2 separate regions of the Sus scrofa genome follow, and region 2 is linked to region 1. Evidence: chromatin contacts called from public HiChIP or PLAC-seq data. All regions are on one chromosome and are shown on one strand. The core of a region is the stretch at or near the end of the contact, and the rest is flanking DNA. Distances in the headings are between cores, read along the strand shown.

Region 1 (3,190 bases), core at 537-3,036:
TGTCCTGCCTGTGCCCTGTGCAGGTCCTTGCCCCTCACGGCCCACCTGCATCATGCAGGGATGGTGGTGGTATATATATGTCTGTGGGGGTGGGGGAGGGGCATGATTGTACCAGGAGGGCTCTGGTTGGTGGAGTGAGTTTTGCTGACCTCAGCCTGCAGCTGGGATGACAAGGCCCTGGGGGATGGGCATCTGCTTTGGGGAAAACATGGCTGGAAGGGCAGGTATGGTGGGCTCTGCTCTCCAGCTGGGGAGAGTGACCTAGGGGCAGAGGAGTATGAGAACTGTGCTCCCATCACCCACCCCAGCCCTTGCCTGCCCCTCACCCACCTTCCTCATCAGTGGTGTTCAACAGCAGGCCACAACCTGGCTAAGTTCAGCACAGAAGGGGCACAGCTCCTGGACCTGCCATGGAGAGCCAGCTGGGGATGACTCAGCCAGGAGCAGTTCTAGTTGGCACCGGCCCCAGCAAACGGGCTCACCGTGGGAGTAGGTGCGGGAACACCAGGTCCTTCTAGAGCCCTGTACCTGGGCATCACCTCACTCACAGGCATTATCAATATCAACAGCTAGAAAGCACTTAATAGGCACCCACAGGTATTGTTAATATCAACAGCAAGTACTTAACAGGCACCCACTGTGGACCACACACATTAACCTGATTCAAATTAACCCAGAGGTGACTATTTCAGTGGAACTGTGCGAGTCATCCTAAGCCACACGGTGTAACACGGTGCAGGTGGGGGGGGGGATTCGAACCCAGATTGCTCTGGCATTCTCTGCAGCCCCATTCTTCAAACTTGGACAGATGGTCCCGGTTGTCCTGGACTGGCCTAGCCATGTGTTCACCTTAAGGCTCCTCATACATCTCCCACAGGGCCCCCTGGCTTCCAGCGTGTGTGGGCACTGGGTAAAGAGCACCCCATCACCTAGTGGACACCTGGGCCCTGGCAGACAGGGGGGGGCGCCCAGACTTCCAGAAAAGCCTCCTGCGTGTTGCCCGGCCTAGGGTCTGCTCACCTGGTACGGAGGAGCCGGACACCTCCATTTCCGCTGCACAGAACCTGCCTGGGGATCCCTCTTCAGGGCACTGGCTGGAGGGAGCACCTTGGGCTCCCTGCCCCCTCTTCTCACCCCCTGGGCCCTGCCGGTCCTGGCCCTGCCCCCAGCCCCCATGTGACCAGCGGGCAGGACTAGGAGGAAGCTGCCCAGGCGGAACATTATCAATCAGGTCCAGGCTCCCTGGCTCCTCGGTGCCTCCGGGGATGGTGCGTTGATGGCCGTTCTTGGCCTGCTAAGAGGCTGCCGCAGACTCTGCTCAAGAAATGTTTCCCCAGTGAGGCTGACCTCTGCCAGAAAGGGCTGGGGCTGGGCGGCTCGCGGCGGCAGGCCTGGAGTTTGACTTGGTGCAGAGCGCCCCCTGGTGGGCACAAGCCGGCACTGTCTCCCACGCCCCTGGACAATTGCCTCCTTCACAGCCCCAGCTCTGTACGCATTCCTCCCTGCCTCAGGACCCCCCAAGCCCCAAATCGCCCCACCCTGATCTGCAGCCTCACCTTCTCCGGGCCATGGGCTGCTCGCAGGTGTACGGGATTCCTGGGGCTTCCTACACAGTCTTCCTCTGAGAAGCTGGACTCCGTGCTGCGCTGCTCAGTTCTGTCTTGAGTACCGGGAGGAAGTTGGGGCTGGAGAAGTCATTAGCAGGGGAGGAGCCCTCAGGTTGCGGAGGGAGGAGCTGAACCACTTCCCAAAGTTCCAGCATCACCAAAATCTCCCCCATTCTGTGGATAGGGAAAGAGATCAGAAAGGTTCAGTGCGTTTTCCAAGGTGACGGATTACAAGCGACATCCCTGCGATTTGAAATAAAGGCCAGTTGATTCGAAAGCCAAGGCCAAGGAGGGAAGCAGGCAGATGGCCCTCCATGATCTGCCTCTCAGTGGAGCTCTGGTGGACAGAGAGCCCTCTCTCCAAGGGTGGGCCGGTCTCCTCTTCACCTGGACTCAGAATGGCCCCACTCTTGTTCCTCCCTGATGAATGCAGGGGAGGCCGGCTATGGCCTGGTAGCCTTGGAAAGCCTGATTCGGCATCTGGGCAGAGCCAGGGCTGGGGTAGAAGCTCGGTCAGGCCAGCCTCAGGAAGGTGGTGATGGCAGAGGCAGGTGATCACCCACCCTAAGTATGCGGTAACCTCCCACTGGCCCCTGGAGGCTCCTGGGAGTGAGGCAGGGTGGACCTGGGTGGAGAGGAGTTGCTGGTACAGGTCCTGCTGCAAGGACAGAACTCAGGGCTTTCTGAAGAGCCAGGTGTAGCGTCCTGCTCTTGGACCCTCCTACTGGGAATTGAGTTGGCAATCAGCAAACTAGGCCTTCTCTGTGCTTGAATGGAGGAGGGCTAACTCTCTGTTCAGACCTGCTGGGGGAGGTGGTGGAGCTGGTGTGGAAAGAATAAGGGCATTAGAGTCAAGCAAAGTTGAATTTGAGTCCTGTCATGGACACTTCTTAGCTGAGCCCCTGGGTAAGTTGCACTGTGTCCCTGCACTCCATTCCCCATCTGTAAAATGAGAATAATGCTGCTGACTCCAGGGTCTGTTGTGAGGTAAGTCATGCAAAGAACTCAGCTAAGTGCTCAGCTCTGGTCCTCACACCCCGATGCAGCCAGTGGCACTTAACAGGGATCTAGAAAGGGCTCGTTTCCTCCATCAGCAGCAGCAGCTTTAATTAGGGCAGTATTTGGTTCTCAAACTGGGATTCCTGCACAGTCTAATAAATTGTGCAATTTAATTTAATGTGATAAATTTAAAAATAAGACCATTTTAGAAGGTTTTATACTCAAACACTCTCAGGTGATTTTAGTGCCAGAGTCGCTGTCCGTATTTAAAACCCAATTGGCAGCAGGTGGCAGAGAATCTGGCAGAGAATTTCTTTCATGTGTGGCACTTAGGGCTCTGGTAGAGTGGGTCTCCAGGGGAGCCAGCAGCCCACATGGGGCTTCCTCTTGGGAGAGTTTTGGTGGTGGGGTGACTGGGTGGTGACCCACAACCCTCACCAGGAATTGGGCACCATCAGTGAGCTCACTGGCTTCCATAAAATCAGGGTTCTGTGTAGCGGTTCTGAGGGCTTTAGAAGCCCCCAGAAATCAGGGTGGTCACACAACAACCCTCTAGAGACCTCTGTTCAATGAGCCATTGAACC
Region 2 (3,510 bases), core at 412-2,911, 260 kb after region 1:
GTTCCATGACCTGGATCCCTTGTAGAAAGGGTTTGCCTCCAGACTTCTCAAAAGACAGACTGTGCTCCAAACCCCAGCATAGTCAGTGGTGATCAAGTGAGGTCTGCTGAGGTTACCTACAAAGGCTCCAGCCTCCTGACTGAATGAGCACTACAGTTTCCTTATAGGGGTAACTGGGTGGGTGAAGAAGCAGTTTAAACGCTAGGCTCTACCTGCTTGTAGAGCAGCAAACAAAGCTCAAGGAGTTGCAGACTTTTGACCCCAAAGTCTCCTGGACTCCCACACTAACCTCCCAAGCTTACCGGTGGCCCAGAGGCCCCAGAACACTCAGCTGGGTCCCCAGCTAGCTGCCCTTCCTGCCTGGGGCTCACAGCCAGCTTGCTCCTTTCCTAAATAATGAATTAGCTGGCGTCTGGGGTTTGTAAATAAAACACACCAGGAGAACTGGCATTTCCAAAGTCGCTTACTCAAAGGGGAAGAGAGAAGAGAGTTTGAAGAGGTTGGAGTTTGGCAGAGTTAAAATAAATGCAACCAGAGGAAAACTTACCCGTTCCTCCCAGGTCTTCCTCCTCAACTGTGAAACTTTGTCACCAGGCAACAAGACTTGGGACCTGGAGTTCATTAGCATAATCTCGATGCCAGCCTGTAAGGTGAGAGAACCCAGTGCTGAAAGGGTCTCCAGGACACCCAGACACCCAGCAGGCCCGGCTTGCTGACCACGCAGAGGTCCCTGGGGTCCCTGAGACTCACAATGGGCTTCCTCCTGGCCTCCCCCAGCAGTGCCCTGGGGATTACAGCACCAGGCTGCATGCTTTCCCCGGTGACCGCCGCCGGAAGAGGACGTTGCTAACAGAGGGGAAAGGCCACGTTTGCTCTTTGAATGGACAAACTCCTGCTGTGGCATTGAGTTCCATGAAATATGTTCGACTTCCTTGTAGCTTGCCCCAGTACTTCTTCCTGCTCTTTAGTTGTTGAGAGAGCTGGCTTTTTATCTGTTTATTTGAATTTAATTATTTCTTGCAGTTTTCTCTTTATACCCCCTTTTCACTATTAGATCAGAGTGACTACAATGTTCATGAAAATCAGACATTCTAGAATCATTTTTTCTTAGCTGATACGATGTCATTCAATGCCGACATGTACTTTCTGAACCCGACATTTTTAATGAATGCGCAATACCGAATCATGGGGACTTTGTTTTTCCAGTTTGGTACTATCGTGAATAAGGCTGAAATGAATGTATCGGGGCACTTATTTGTTGTTGTTGTTGTTTTCAGTTTCTTTTCCCTTACATTAAATTCCCAGAAACGAGAAATTTGACAAAAAGGTTAAACATTAAGATTATGCAAAAAATAAAATAACATTGTAGAAAAGTTAGAAGATTCATATATAGAAATAAAAATATAAAAACACTCTAAATTGTACTACCCAGGTCAAATTTAAAGATAAATAAAATGATTAGTAAATAAATGATTTAAAATGCAAAATGAACCCAAGTGATAAAAATTTGGGAAAGTACAAAAGAGCAAAATAAGAAAGATTAAGAAATAAAAATGAGGAGTTCCTATCATGACTCAGTGGAAGCAAATCTGACTAGCATCCAAGAGGATGCAGGTTCGATCCCTGGCCTCGGTCAGTGGGTTGAGGATCCAGCATTGCCATGAGCTGTGTTATAGGCCAGCAGCTACAGCTCCGATTTGACCCCTACCCTCGGAACCTCCGTATGCCTTGGGTGTGGCCCAAAAAAGACAAAATAATAATAGTAATAAAAAAAATAAAATGTAATAAATCATTAAATTAGAAATAGAGTTAACTATAAAAATTTTAAATATGTGAATACCACCGCTGTTCTATTCAATCCAAAACTAAATAAAAGAGATCTTTTAATTTAGACAATAGATTTAAAATAATGATCAAATAAAGGTAAAAAGAAAATTAAAAATTACCTGAAATCCTACAACTTAGTGTATTTCTAATTAGAATATTCAAAAAGTACCTAATTTAAATTAAAAAATAAGTAATATGAAATCTTAAAACACAGATAAGCAAAAAATAATACAATAAATATTTTAAGGGAGGAAATACATGAGAAAATAAACACATTTTAAAATGTAGATATGTCAAACATTATAAAAATAAAAGCCACTATTTTCAGCATTTAGAGGTAGCTTCATGTATAAACCTCCAGAATTTCATGCATCTACAGTATCAGGTTTGTGGCATGGGTGTGCAATAATAATTTGGCAATTTTGCTAATGTTCATTTTTAACTCCAAATATACACAAATTACCCATTTGTCAGGTAATCGCCGTCCAATCCAGCCATAACAAGGATTTTTGTTATTTTTTTTTTAATTTGTTTTTGTTTTCTTTTCTTCTTCGGAGGAAAGCATTTGTTTTCATAGTCAAGGTCTGGGGTCAAGGTGTGGTCCAGCAGATGCTCTGCACAGCCCAGTGTGCTGGGCATTCACGGTGCCTGCCCTGCCCTAGGCCTTGTGGCTCATGCATACCCTCGTGTACTTCCCTAGTTTGCATGCCACCTCTTAGCCCACCTCCATTTCCACATCTGAAGATGGAGATAATAGCTACTTCATCAGATCTTTGTGAAAATTAGACAATAGACAAAAAGTCTTTGTAGTTTGTAATGCATTAGACAATTATTGTTTTTCTGCAAGATTTCTACATGTTAGAGAAATAAAGACAGGAAGTTATAGTAGAAAGTCTCATATTCTGTCAACACAGGAAGAAATCTCTGGTTTGCAAACATGCCTGTCTATTCATGGATTTCTCTTGACCTACAACCTAGATTTGAAAACTAGGCCAACCCAGATTTGCTTTTAAGGAGGGAAAAACATAGATTTGATTAAAAATGAAACAGCATGAATAAAAATCACCCCTCAAAACAAGGAAGAATTTGAACCCAGCCTAACTCTTGACCACATGCAGAGTCCTGGTTGAAGATAGTGTCCCATCTCTGGAAGTTATCCAGAGGAGTTTAGACACCTGTTTGGGTGGGGGTGAGGCTGGTAAGGTGTCCTCTGTGGGCCCACTGTGCTAGGCCACCTTCAGGTTAGGTGGAATGATCTTCCTAGTCCTCAGCGACTTTGAATTCTTCCCTTCTTCTCAACCCCATCCCAGAGGGCCTGGCCTCTTGCCCAATAGACTCCATGGCAAACCCTGAGGACCTTTGGCATGACAGAGCAGGTGATCTGATTCACAGGTGGCACAATTTTTCTAAGATCTTACAGCATTCTATTGGCAGAACCAGGCAGGTCTTGACCAAAAGCAAGTCTTCACTTTTACACCATGTTCTTCTTCCTCCCAGAGTGAGAAAGAACCAAGCCTGCTCTAGGATAGCATCATTATCCACTAGAACTATGCCCCTTGAGGGAGCCTGTGCCCACACCTGTGCTAACCTTTTCCAGACCCCTGACTGCACTTGCCCCCAGCACTTCTCTCTGACAGATGCCGTTAGCCATGTTTGAAGGGTGAGGTAAGGGCAGTTCAGAGC

Evidence for each region. HiChIP or PLAC-seq counts read pairs in DNA pulled down with a chosen protein or histone mark.
Region 2: a contact with region 1 is called in an H3K27ac HiChIP or PLAC-seq map of alveolar macrophages. The contact joins the promoter of LRRC18 here to the promoter of ARHGAP22 in region 1. A contact is called at or near these places in 1 of 5 promoter capture datasets (liver) and 1 of 2 datasets of contacts at active chromatin or transcription factors (alveolar macrophages).

The regions. Positions count from the first base shown.
Region 1 is chr14:89,329,602-89,332,791 of Sscrofa11.1, forward strand. ARHGAP22 (rho GTPase-activating protein 22) reads right to left here and starts at 1,787. Exons shown (of 11, transcript XM_021073072.1): 1 at 1,557-1,787.
Region 2 is chr14:89,587,818-89,591,327 of Sscrofa11.1, forward strand. LRRC18 (leucine-rich repeat-containing protein 18) reads right to left here and starts at 1,662. Exons shown (of 4, transcript XM_021073023.1): 1 at 548-1,662. The region is part of intron 50 of WDFY4 (WD repeat- and FYVE domain-containing protein 4); the gene reads left to right.